Linked DNA regions of Mus musculus: region 2 is linked to region 1. The links are chromatin contacts, called in public ChIA-PET maps. All regions are on one chromosome and are shown on one strand. Each heading gives the region's core, a stretch centred on a gene start, on an enhancer-like site or on the middle of the called end of the contact. The rest is flanking DNA. Distances are from core to core; before and after follow the strand shown.

Region 1 (6,699 bases), core at 3,062-5,561:
CCGGAAATGGTGCCCATTCGGGCAAGCCCAGGAGAAAAGGGAGAGGGAACCTAAAGGCAGACTGTCACAGCGTTGAGGAGAAAGGCCAGGCACTGGAAGACAGTTCTCATGCCCTCTGGATGCTAGTGACCTTGCAAAGACACCCACTTACTCTCTCTGAGTCTTTAGGCCCCAACTCAATAGACATCTCTTTAGGATTATTGAGTTCCTTCTGTGTCACGCACACATTCTGATTATTATTGCCTGGGACTCCCAAACTTGAAGTCTGAAGGAGGCGGCTAAAGTTCAGGACAGACTCTAGACAAAGGCAGCCAACAGGGGACTATAGGAAGACATTCAGCCAGGCAGTGGTGGCGCACGCCTTTAATCCCAGCACTTGGGAGGCAGAGGCAGATGGATTTCTGAGTTTGAGGCCTGGACTACAGAGTGAGTTCCAGGACAGCCAGGGCTACACAGAGAAACGCTGTCTCGGAAAACCAAAAAAGAAAAAAAAAGAAAGAAAGAAACATTCACCCGGAGAGCTGAGTCAGCAGAACCATAGGACAGACACACTGTATGGGGTGTGTGGCTTGTAAACGATGCAGACCACATCTGAAGCTTGCCCTCCCCACCTCCTTCCTCCATTCCCTCTCTGTATAAGCCATTTTCAACTTAGCAACCATCTTGCTCCATAAAGACTGATGGTACAGGGTAAAAATACCCACTCTTTCCTCTAGGCGACAGATCCCTGTTGGATTCTGGTCTCTGTAATGCTGAGAAAGGGCAGCCCACCCTGAGACACACAGCAGATGCTCTGAGGGACACCAGACCCGAGCCCAGGTCTCACCTCGCCCAGCTTGTCAATGCCACCCTCGTTGATCACGTTCAGATTCATGTCTGTGACCTCTTTGAAGAAGACATCCCGCACCTCGGTGAAGCCCTGGCTGGTGGGCACCATCAGAGCCTCCAAGATGGATGGGATGTAGGGCTGGACGTGGTTCCTCACGCACACCTCCGCCTTGGGGAGGATGAAGGCTGTATGGGGAGGGAGAGAATTTCGTTGGTGACAGAGCCTGGGACACAATCCACCCCACCCCATCATCCCAGCCCATGGATATCCCATCCTTAGAGAGGGATCAATAAAGACAGCAGATCAAAGCAGAAGAAGTGCATCTGCCATCCCAGCACTCCAGAAGTGGAGGCAGGAGAATTAGAAGCCCAAGGCCATCCTCCACTACATATTTAGAGTTACAAGTCTGAAGCTGGCCTGGCGAGAAAGGGGGAGAGGAAGGGAAGAAAGGAAAAGAATTGTAACACAGATGCCTCAGGGGATCCAGTGAGCTTTGTGGAAGCTGACCCTGCCCTGGAGGGGGTGGCCTGGCTCTTTCCAGCCAGTTCTTCAGAACATCCCAACCCCAGCATGTTTTACCCAGAGGGCATTCTGAAGTCTACCCCGCTTCTGCCCAGATGATACTTATAACACACAGTAAGCATCAACTCTTAGTTTCCCACTAAACTCCCAGTGAATGTGGCTGACCCACAATCACCATCAGCAAGCCACCACCCGCTGGCACAGAGTCAAAGAAACACAACGTGGATGATGGAGGACGCATATGCCACCTGGAGAAGCTAGGTATTCCCAAGGTGACATGACGGTCCACCAGGGCGACACGTCATCAGACCTGACAGAGGTTTGAGCCTCAAAGACAAAAATCTCCACATTCAAAATCTGGGCCTAGCGTCAAAAGCTTGTCACCTTAGGAACTCGGGAGGCTGAGGCAGGAGGATCACAAATCCAAGTCTAGCCTGGGTCGCGTGTACGACATCGTCTCAAAGAGTAAAGGAGACTAGAGTCGCAGCTCGCTGACAGAGTGCTCATCAAGTGTGGATGAGAGTTGAGTGAAGCCCTAGGTTCGATCCCCAGCATGCCAGAATCAAATCTGGGTTTGCAGAAGTAAAACTTAGAGAAGAATCTGCAGGAGTCGGACGGTCATGGATTTGACTCTGATTCTTCAGCAGAATAACAGGCAGGCAAGTGAAGGATTGCACTCTGAGGAAGCTGGCCTGGCCCCGGAGGGCTGGCTGTGTGCAAGCATCTGCCAGTGGCTTCTGACCCGCCTACCTCGGATCTTGCTGGCCAGATGCTCCTTGGAGGTGATGATCTGGTCCATGTCGGTGCGGATGACTGCCTCCATGGCCGGCCGGGCCCGCTGCAGCTTACACAGCACGTCCTCAAAGTGCACCTTGGCCTGTTCAAATACCAGGCGGTACACAGCGTCCGAGATCTACGGAGACAATGGAGGTGTCGGCGCCGGGGCTGGGGACCGAGTGCCGGCTGTTCCCTGTCAACACCCATGTCCCCGCCAAGGGGTCCCAGGCCCACACACCTGGATCCACTGTCGCTGCCGCTCCTGAGGCTTTCCCTTCAGCCGTGGGCCAAGCTCTGCCTTCAGCGCTGGGCCCAGCTCCTCCATCACCAGGTTGCTTAGGATCTAGGACGGAGAGACAGGAGAAGGAGCAGGGTTAGTGTCTGTCCATCCATCTGGCTTGTTTCTCTGAATCTCTCCAGCCACACTAGGACTTTGCTCTGTGGCGCTATCTCCCAAGCACATCCTACAGGTGTCTGCCTGTGGTGTCGGTCTCCTGTGAGGCAAAGCTACTGAGGAAGGGGGCTGTGGCCATCTTGTCCAGAACTGCCCTGCCCTCCGGGACTCAGGGACACGAGTGGACAGATTAACAGGGGTTCCCATTTACCCAAATCTGTTCTTGCCATCTCTTCCCAAACCTGCTGTACCCTAGAGCCCCACTTCTGATGCAGCCTTACCCACTAAGCCCCAGGGTGACTCCCGAGGACCCCTCACACGGCCCTCTGACCTCACCTGCACCTCGTTGCCACACAGCATTTCCCAGGTGCCGTACTGCTCCTTTGACTGGCGGTACATGCGGATGGCGTCTGTGAATGCAGGGCCCTCCACCTTTGAGTTCTCCGGGATCCCTGCCCAGGACAGAAGGAGAGAAAGGGGTCAGCAATGGACCTTCCAGTCGTCCGCCAAGACTACCCAGCCAGGGCATGCACAGCAGGAGAAGGCCGTGGTTCACCCTGTAGCACCATGGCAACCCCTGCTACCCATCCCTCTCCGAATCTCCTTCGTCCTCCAAGATACCACCACCCTGACCCAGCACAGCCATTAACCCACCCCACAGAAAAACAGCTGAGAGTAATGAACAGCCAAACGAGGTGAGAAAAGCCATCCAGCCCTAAAGACTGCACGGCATAGCTCTAGGACACCTGAGACTCACATTCTAGCCCTGCTCCCCACATGTGGCTGCATTCGTGTCCTGTGACCCTCCCGTGGTGTGACAGACGGTAAATATTTCCAGCTGCACAAGCCAGACGGCCTCTGTCCCAACGCTAGACCTAACATCCAGGTTGCAAACAACAGAGCTTTTCTTTGTCAATACACCTTGCTGCAAAAGTAGGCCGGGGGCTGAACCTGACCCGTGCACTGCTTTCTGGACCTTGAACCCCAAAAGAGCCTCAATTTGCTCTTATGGGAACAATGACCCTATCCTGCCCCCCCCCAACATGCTCTAGGGACCTCTGAGCTGCAATGTGCAGACAGTGAGCTACAGGAAGTCCAGAAGGATAGCACCAGGGCCTCTTGAATAACACTTTGTGTGGTTTTGGTTTTTTTGAGGTCCTGGAGATGGGACCCAGGGCCCTGAGTATGTCAGGCAAACACTTGACCACTGAGCTGCAGGCCCAGCTCCTCAAGTGCACTTTCTATCAGAAGCTGAGGAGCTATTTCTCTTTAGAAATGGGCCCCAGGTCTGGCTTGTCTATGTACCTTATTTGTACAGACGCTAAAACTTTACTGACTGAAGGGCTGGGGCTGCAGCCCAGTGGCAGGGTGTGTCTAATCTGCATAAGGTCCTGAGTTCAGTTCCTGGGTGGGAAAGAAGGATGGAAGAGAAAATTGGGAGCGTGACCATTGCTAACGAGTAGGAAAACATGCTTTTTCTACGTTGCTGTTGCTACTGGTGGTGATGGTGGCCTGTGTCACAGGGCAGGAGAGTAAATAAACAAGTTGTTTACCTAGCTAGGAAAACAAGAGGAAACAAGAGGCGGGAAGTGGCCACATTCAAGTAGGGAGAGAGGATGGTTAACACGCTAGCCCTAGCCACGTGCCTCTGACCACGGTGTCCCCGGAACCCAAGAAGGAGAAACTGCAGTTCATGCGTCACAAGCCACAGCGCCCACTGCAGTGACAACAGGCTGAGTCACCCTACAGAAAAGAGCCCCTCCCTTCCCCACAGCCAGCCGCCCACAGGAATCACTGTCTGTCAGAGCCAGAGGACATTCTACCACGGGACCCAGAGACTCAGAGCCAACAGCACCCATCCCTGCATTGGAGGACCCACAGGGCGAGGCTCGGGGCAGAGCAGAGGTGTATCAGCAGAAGTAGTACCCAAGTCAGGGCAGCCAATGTGGGCCTGAGAGGAAGCCCCAGCCAGGCTCTCAGAAGGACACGCTCTCCTGGAGTCTGAGTTCTGTCTGGGAGATCTGGCAATATATAAATTACCAAGGCTAGAAATTTCCATCCTGCGTGTAGCAAGGAAGATGCAACGAAGCAAGCGAGCGTGCAGGTCAAGGGTGCCCCAGCAAGGGAGGGTGGCTTGGTGGGTGGCACAATGGGCGGGGCAGCAGCAGGGATGCTCCCAACTAAGGACCTTCCCCATTCTGCACAACCAGCTACTTGTGAGCCTGCTGTGTTCACGGGCAACGCACCCCAGAACAGGGCTGAATTTAGAACAACTCATCTTTCCTAAGAGCGAAGCTCAACAGAGAGGTCAGGCTGAGCCACATCTAGTTAAACCGATATCTTCATGAAAAAGGAAATTTTGATTTTATTTTTGGTTTTTCAAGACAGGGTTTCTCTGTGTAGCCTTGGCTGTCCTGGAACTCCCTCTGTAGACCAGGCTGGTCTCAAACTCACAGAGATCCACCTGTTTCTGCCTCTGCCTCCGGAGAGCTGGGATTAAAAGCATACTTATCCACTGCCCAGCTTCAAATTTATTTGTTTTAGTGTGCATATGTGTGTGTATATGTATGTATGTATGTATGTATGTATGTAAATATATGTGTGTGTATATGTGTATGTGTGTGCGTATATGTGTGTGCGTATATGTATGTATCTGTATGTATATGTGTCTATGTGTATGTATGTATGTGTATATATGTGTCTGTGTATGCATGTGTATGTATGTGTGTATGTATATGTGTGTATGTATGTATGTATGTGTGTGTATGTATGTGTGTGAATACATGTGTATGCTTTCACTCATCCATGTATGTCCATGTTGAGGCCAAAGGTCAATGTGAAGTGTCTTCTACCATTCTCCATCTCATTTATTTTTAAATTTAATTTAATTTTATGTGTATGAGCATTTTGCCTGCATGCATGTCTAGGTACTAGACATAGGAAACTGGATATGAGCCACATGTGGGTGCTGGGAATCGAACCCAGGCCCTCTGGAAGGCAGCCAGTGCTCATAACCACAGAGCTGTCTCAGCCCCTCCACCTTATGTTTTTAGACAGAGGCTCTCACTGAACCTGGAGTCCGTGTCAGCTGGGCTGGCTGGCCAGGGAGCCCCTGGCGTCTGCGTCGGACTTTGATGTGGCTGTTAGGGATCCAGACTCAGACCCTCCGGCTTCACAGCAAAACTTCATTCACCGAGGCTGCCCTGTGCTCGCTCCCTCGCTCCCTCACTCCCTCACTCCCTCGCTCCCTTGCTCCCTCGCTTGCTTTTGAGACAGCCTTAGCCCAGAATGGCCTGGAACTCACCATGCTGCTCCCATCTGAGCCATCACACCTCTCCCAGAAAGGAGGGGATGGATGGTCTACTGGAAGCAGACTCACTATGTAGTCTTGGCGTTGAGTTGACAGAGATCTGAGGCAGAATGATCACTCTGAACATAGAAGTTTGAGGCCAGCCTGGACAAGACTCTGCCTCAGAAAAAAGGAAAAAAGAAAAACCAGTGTGTTCAGCAGAGGAATGAGCCTGCTACAGACACCAACCTGGTCCTCTCCAGTCTACTGGACTAGAAGAAAGCACATTTCTGTTGTGTAAGCCACCCAGGCCCAGCCTGAAACTTCACTTGCATCAGCCCATTTCATCCTTAAAGGAGGGGGAATGGGATGGAGTGGGGGCTAGTCTCAGCTTCAAAGAAACTGAGGTTCTAGCACGTGTGCAGTGTGTCTGGTGGTGATGTGTATCATGCCTGCACTGAGGGAGGTGGGGGGGGAGTCAAGGCAGGAGGAATACAGCAAGTTCAAGGCCAGCCCAGGTTAAGTATCAAGACTGTCACAAATATCAGGACATTTGGAAAGACGGCTCAGCGGTTAGGAGCACTGACTGCTCTTCCAAAGGTGAGTTCAATTCCCAGCAACCACATGGTGGCTCACAACCATCTGTATGGGATCCAGTGCCCTCTTTTGGTGTGTCTGAGGACAGCAACAGTATATTCATATACATAAATTAATACATCTTCAAAAAATAATTTAAAAAAAACTGTCTCAAATCGAGACTAGGATGGGCAAAGCCACTGACTTTCAAGCACATGGCTGGGGGTGGGGGCTAGTTAAATGGGGCTGGAACCCAGGACCTCCTTAGTCTAGGCAGAGCCCAAGCCGGAGCAGGACATGGACACCAGGCCT
Region 2 (6,699 bases), core at 2,826-5,325, 120 kb before region 1:
CAATTTAAAATAATAAAAATAAACCTTTAAAAGTTTACCAAAAAAAATCCTGTTGGAAACTGGCCCACTGATAAAATGCAAGTGTCTCCGTCCAGCTTTGCTGTTTTACTTGCTGCTTATGCACAGCCATGAGTCACACTTACTCGTCTTCCCCACTGTCCCCAGCCTTTTGTTCTGCTCTACAGATTCAGTAGTAAAGTATGTGTGATCTTTTTTTTTTTTAAAGATTTATTTATTTATTACATGTAAGTACACTGTAGCTGTCTTCAGACACACCAGAAGAGGGCGTCAGATCTCCTTACAGATGGTTGTGAGCCACCATGTGGTTGCTGGGATTTGAACTCTGGACCTTCGGAAGAGCAGTCGGGTGCTCTTACCCACTGAGCCATCTCACCAGCCCAGTATGTGTGATCTTAATGGGAAAGAGATACATGTACATGTTCAAGATCAGAATTCCAGTGGGGACGGGGGTGTAAAGAGTGAGCAGTGCTGTGGTGGAGGGCTGCATTGAGAGGTGTCCTCTCTGGAAGTTGCTGATGGGGCTGAGGCTTGCCCAGCAGGGAAGAGCATCACCCCCAAGAACTAGGAAGCATTCCAGGTATACGGTCAGGTGGAAATGCCCTCCCTATGTATGTGTCTATCTAGAAAGCCACTGTTACAGAACAGCATGCATCTGTCTCCCAGGTGTACTGGGGACAGAGGAGAGTTCAGAAGCACAAACCTCAGACCTGGGTTTTCAGATTCCTCTTTTCCTAAGTGTGTGCATATGCTGTGTGTGCATGTGTGGGTTCACGTACACACATATACGGATGTCTTAGGTTGATGTCAGGACTCTTTCACTATCCATCTTCTACCTTATTCATTGAGACGGGATCTCCTAATCAAATGCAAGGCTCCCTGGTACGTCCACTTTTGTTAGCCAGCTTGTTCTGGGGAGTCCCCTTTCTCTCTGCCTTCCTGAAGTAGGATGGCAGGCACCTTCACAAACCTACCAGGCCTGTCTGTGGGTTCTAGGGATGTGAAGTCCAGTTCTTTGGGCATGTGTGGTGAGCACTTTAATCACTGAGCCACCAGCTCAAGCTGGGCTCTCAAACTCTTACTTTTGCCATTCCACCTCTGAATCCCAGCATCTTGCATTGACCTCTCACCTCTGGCCCCACTGACCCCCGACACCTTGACTGCCAACATCCAGAACCCTTCACTTAGTGGTGAATCAAACAGCCTTCTTGTATTGATAGTCTTCCAACAATGGACTCTTTTATTATTAAGTAATTCAGACATACACAAAGTATAGATAATAAAATACAAATTGCCTGCCTAGATTAAAGGCAATATCATTAGAAACCTAGAGTTCAAGGGCTGGAGTGATGCCTCAGCCATTAAGAGCATGTGCTGCTCTTCAAAGAACCCAGACTTGGACTGACTCACATCCAGTAGCTCATAACTGCCTTTAACTCCAGTTCCAAGGGATCCAGTACTGAATTCTAGCCTCCAAGGGTACCTGTACTTATGTGGTGACTATAACCACCACATAATACAGCATTATAATGAATTATGGTAATACAAACACATAAATGAAACTAAGTCTTCAAAAAGTAACAGTTTGAGGCCCTACTTCCTGCTCCCTGACTCCACCCCTCTGTCTACCTCTCTTCTCTAAAGCAGCTAACATCTCACATTGGCACTTGTCATTTCCACAGGGTCAGATTGTATCAGTTGTCTGCATAGTTGAGAACTATAAACTCAGACTGGGAATAGCCACTGTTTGCTTGGCTTGCTTTGTCTCTCATTCGAACATCTGGACTTGTTCAGATTAAATATCTTCAGGAATGGGGGAGTGAGCTTTTCATATAAATTGCCCACAATTTCCATATCTATTTCTAGAAGAGCCTACCAGACGTCAGCCTAAGATTGTTATGTTTGGCTCTCAGTTACAATTAGCTCCCCTGCTCTTCTGGGAACTGTTGCTGTTGCATAGATCAGAACATGGTGCCAAGCCCATGGGTGCCTGTGGCCATTTCTCAGAAGCACTACGATGCCCCTGCATGGACCTAGCATCCTCCTGATCCCATCAGTAATGAAATTCCAAATGGATTCGCTGATGCAAGCATGGATCACCTCGTCTCTATGCTATGTTGTAACCTACAAAAAAAAAAAAAAAAAAAGAGTGACTCTTGTTAACACTGGTCAGTACTGGGGCCAATGGGAGGAAAGAATCCCCCAAGTGTCCACTCTGCTGACCACAGTGATCCTTAATGGCAAACACTGTAGCTTATAACTAGGTGTGCTTTAGTGATGAAACTAACTGGTGTGTCTTTTGCTGTCTCGTTGTAAGGGCTCTGTGAATTTCAAATTTGGGGTTCTTTTTGCCAAAGATGGGCAGCTCACAGATGACGAGATGTTCAGCAATGGTGAGCAAGCATCCCCTCTGTACCCCCGCCAAGGGCAACCCTGCCTTTGACTGCCTTTCCCGCCGCTGAAACCAAATGTCTGCTTGGGCTGGAATCTCCAATACCAGGAGGCAGTTTACGGAATTTTGTAAGGTGGTTCTTGATCAGCTTCAGTCATATGCGTACGAGTCCCTGCAGTGGGCACTGGAGAACATAGCCAGGGGTGTGGGGAACACACACAAGTTTAGGAAATCTGGTTCTACAGAGTGCAAGATCTTCCCTTGCTGCTTCTGGCTGAGTTACTATAAAGACAGTATCATCTTCCTATATTTGTGTCTTTCATGTTACAACCCTGTCTATCATTGGGCAGAGCAACAATAGCCCCTTCATTCCTCAATACTGCATGCCCAAGGTCTGGTTCACCTGTCTGTTTGCCTTCCCTTGGGTTCCTGAAAATTACAAGACTTCCTTATAGCCCTTGGGTAAAAAGTGATGTGACCTCATGCTTTGATACTGTGCACATCAACAGCACCATTATCTGTGACTTCTTTATGGTTAAAAAATGAGGACCAGAGATTGACATCTGTGCCTTTTCTTGCAGAAATTGGAAGTGAAGCTTTTCAAAAATTTTTAAATCTCCTCGGTGACACCATTACTCTAAAGGGCTGGACAGGCTACCGTGGCGGTCTGGACACCAAAAGTAAGCATTCCCCTTGTCAAAATTAGTAACTTGTCAAAATAAGTAATTCTGTTACTTATACCCAAGAGAGGGAAACGAAAGAACCAGAAACTGGAGAGCCTGAGGATTATCCCAGGATGACACGATCAAGGTTACTGAGTCTATTTGTTGGCTTTATAAGACTAATCAGCCCTTGAAACCCATAGGAAGCACTAGGAGACACGATCAGCCAATACACAAATGAATGACATTTCCATCAACGAAGGACTACATCTGTTGTGGAATCTCATGAGGTTATAGAGCCTGGTAACATAGTCACAAGTGCAATTTGCCTCAGTGAGAGTCACACAGGAAAGTTGCCTTCCAACACAAGTCTCCATTGTCCCATAGCTGCATTTACCAATGAGCACCATCTGTATGCCAGAACCAGGCTAGGCTCAACATGACCCCTGCCTTGCAAGGAGCCTATAGTCCCCTGGATGGCACAAGCGCCAGTCACGTGAGTGACGGTTATGAAATAGCTTGGCAATCAGTGCTTACAGGATTGAGTTGGCGCAGAGAGTGCCACGGGCACTTTGCCGACTCTGGGGATTACAGAAGACTTCTCTGGGGGAACTTGGGAGTGATGAGTGGGAACAGTTGGAGAGTCTGGAGAAAAGAATTTCAAACAGGGAGCATCTGTGGAGTCCCTGAGGCTGAAAGAACATGGCGTGCTAGAAACTAAGAGAATGGCTTTCTGGCTGGAAGGAGCAAAGGGACCAAGAAAGTTGCAATTCGAATGAGAGACAAAGCAAGCCAAGCAAGCAGTGGCTATTCCCAGTCTGAGTTTATAGTTCTCAACTATGCGGACGACTGATACAATCTGACCCTGTGGAAATGACAAGTGCCAATGTGAGATGTTAGCTGCTTTAGAGAAGAGAGGTAGACAGGGGGATGGAGTCAGAGAACAGGAAGTAGGGCCTCAAACTGTTACTTTTTGAAGACTTAGAGAAGAGAAGAGGTGGCCCTGCAGGGAGTTTGAAGTCCCCTTGCATGTCACTGAGGTCCCCTTAGGGCAGATCTGCAGGGAAGATAATCTAGAGGGAACAGGCCAGAGGAGCCCCTAGAGAACCAGATCCCACAGTCTAAATGGGGGTAAGGGGACAGCTGTCGTGGCCAGGGAACAGCTGGCTGGCAGGGAGACAAGTGTATGAATTCCAGCACTGAGAATTCAGGCACAGGGTTCCATGATATTAGAAAGTGGAGATAGGGAGGAAGAAGGATTCTCATAGGGTCCCTGGATCTCTGGCCTGAAGTAGCTGGTAGAGAGCTGGGTTGGAAGGGAAAGCCCGGGAAGCAACGAGGTGGATGAAAGAGACTAGATGGCAAGCTCAGGCTCTAGCTGAGGAGCATTTCCAGCAGTTTGGGTTTCTGTGTTAGTCGCTTTGTTTGATCTTCCGTCAAACCTCAAAGAAAGTCAAGCAGGTGACACAGGCTCTTGTAGCCTAAATGTGGCAGACTTTCAGTCCAGGCAGCCTGACTACCTAACAGCTTTTCTTCCTAGAGGTGCACACAGATTCAGAGCATGACAGCCATGTGTGAGGAGGGCTGTGGAAAGGCCTTGGTTACCACCTTCCCCCTGACATGCTTTTTCATGTGTGTGATGTGTTCCTGAGCACCATGGTCAGCTCTCTGCTCACTGTAGGGGTCCTGAGTACCATCTCCTGAGCCCTCTGATCACCAGGTCTTCTGCCAGGTTAAGCACCTTGCAAGGACTATCTCGCTGAGTCTTCCCTGCATCCATTTCCAAATTATAAAACAGGATAAGAGAAAAATGGGATGACTTACCAAAAGTAGCATGGGGTCTGGGGAGATGGCTCCTCTGGAAAAGTGCTTGACATGTAAGCATGAGGACTGGAGGTTAATTCCAGCACCCCTTTTTAAAGGCCAGGTGTGGGGGTACATGCTTGTAATTCCAGCACTAGGGGAGATGGAGACAGGAGGATTCCTGGAGCTTACTAGACAGCCACTCAAGCCAAATCAGTGACCTCCAGGTTCAGTGAGAGACTCAGCTCAAATAAATAAATAAATAAACAAGCAAATATAGAAGGGGCTGGAGAGAGAGAGGGCTCGGTGATTAACAGCATTGGCTGCTCTTCCAGAAGACCTGGGTTCAAGTCCCAGCACCCACATGGCAGCTCACAACTGTCTATAACTCCAGTTCTAAGTGATCTAATGCCCTCCTTTGGATTCCATGGGCATTGCATACACATGATGCACAGACATACATGCAGGCAAAACACTCAAACACATAAAATTTAAAAAATAAATATTTTTAAAATGTATTAGTCCTTGGTTCAGTCCTCCAAGATTTGAAATAACTTGCACAACAATATGTAATTAACATATTGCTTTAAATCAAACAGCCAAACTTTAAGAAAAAATAAGGTAGAGAGCAATTGAAGCAGATACTATATATAGACCCCTAGACTCACCACACATGTAAACGCTAAGTAACAAAGCTTTAAAAATCAAATTACAAAAGAATGATAAAGCATTGGGGAGTGGAAAGGAGTAACCCAGCCAGTGAGGACTCAGGCTGGTTCGTCTACCTCCAGAGCCTGCGCCTTTACTCACTGTACAGTTCTTCAGAACCTCACCTTGACTTTTTGAGCCCCACAGCTTGTGTGAGCTGTACCCTTACCCCACGGCCACGGGAAGGGGAGGGACTGCAGCACGAGTAGGAGCCTCGTTCGAAGTAAAGAGTTAACCTCAGGCGAGCCTCTCCTGCTCCCCACAACTGATAAACCAGGTCTTTGAGAGTGTACTGGGAGCATGCCTTCATCTACATGCCCGTGTAAAACTCTGTGCCCACTGACTGTGTTCTTGTGTTTTACAGATAACACCACAGGGATCAACTCAGTCTATACTGTGTACCAAGGGCATGAGGTCATGTTTCACGTTTCCACCATGTTGCCATATTCCAAAGAGAACAGACAGCAGGTATGTGTGATATCGGGCTCTCCGAGGACACAAACGATCATGTGACTGAACGTGGATGAGCACTGCAGTGCTTTATACAATTAGAGACGAGGTGTGTTACCGTGAGCTCCACTTCAGTTACCAGCTACCAATTCAGGCACTTTTTAATGTCTGTGTGAACTGCAAACAAACAGGAAGCCTATTGGTACTGCCTCTGTCATCTTCAAGACAGGATCAGAGATAGTAGTGAGCCTGTGAGTGTACATGTGTAACTATGATTTTAAAGACTCTACGTCTATGCTGCATTGTCATAACAAAATACCTGGAGCCTGGGAACGTTATAAAGAAGTTTATGTAGCTCAATGTCATGTTGTTTCAAGAGCACTGGTATTCCGAGCTCTAGTGAGACCCTCAAGGTGGTTAGTATGTGGTACAGACAAAGAAGAAATCACAAGGCATAGAGGAAGCATGAGAAACCCAGGTTAGGTTACAGACAGGCCTAACTGAGCAAGAATGAACTCCCATGAGAAACATGTTAACCCCAACCAAGACCTTATCACCTCACACCAGGCTCCCCTCTAAAGGCCCCCATCTCTTAGCTACTCCACGCTTGCAGTCAGGCTTCCAGTACTGAGAGGTCTGCTCAAACCATAAGGAGACACCTTGCAG

What was found. ChIA-PET counts read pairs in DNA pulled down with a chosen protein or histone mark.
Region 2: a contact with region 1 is called in an RNA polymerase II ChIA-PET map of memory CD8 T cells, with 10 read pairs. The contact joins two enhancer-like sites. A contact is called at or near these places in 1 of 115 datasets of contacts at active chromatin or transcription factors (memory CD8 T cells) and 3 of 9 other capture datasets (adipose tissue, liver and pancreatic islet).

Annotation. Positions count from the first base shown.
Region 1 is chr2:32,915,268-32,921,966 of GRCm38.p6, reverse strand. Niban2 (niban apoptosis regulator 2) reads right to left here. Exons shown (of 14, transcript NM_146119.2): 6 at 2,859-2,974; 7 at 2,367-2,471; 8 at 2,102-2,264; 9 at 827-1,014. Among named protein-coding and RNA genes, the nearest start is that of Gm13523, 36 kb to the right of the region's middle. Within about 2 kb of position 4,311, at least 164 of the 459 cell types and tissues checked have an H3K27ac peak or open chromatin away from gene starts, as enhancers often do. A contact at or near this core is called in memory CD8 T cells, where this site is marked.
Region 2 is chr2:33,030,422-33,037,120 of GRCm38.p6, reverse strand. It overlaps Garnl3 (GTPase activating RANGAP domain-like 3), which reads left to right. Exons shown (of 30, transcript NM_001355200.1): 10 at 2,336-2,411; 11 at 2,992-3,090; 12 at 5,948-6,051. Among named protein-coding and RNA genes, the nearest start is that of Slc2a8, 52 kb to the right of the region's middle. Within about 2 kb of position 4,075, at least 31 of the 459 cell types and tissues checked have an H3K27ac peak or open chromatin away from gene starts, as enhancers often do. A contact at or near this core is called in memory CD8 T cells, where this site is marked.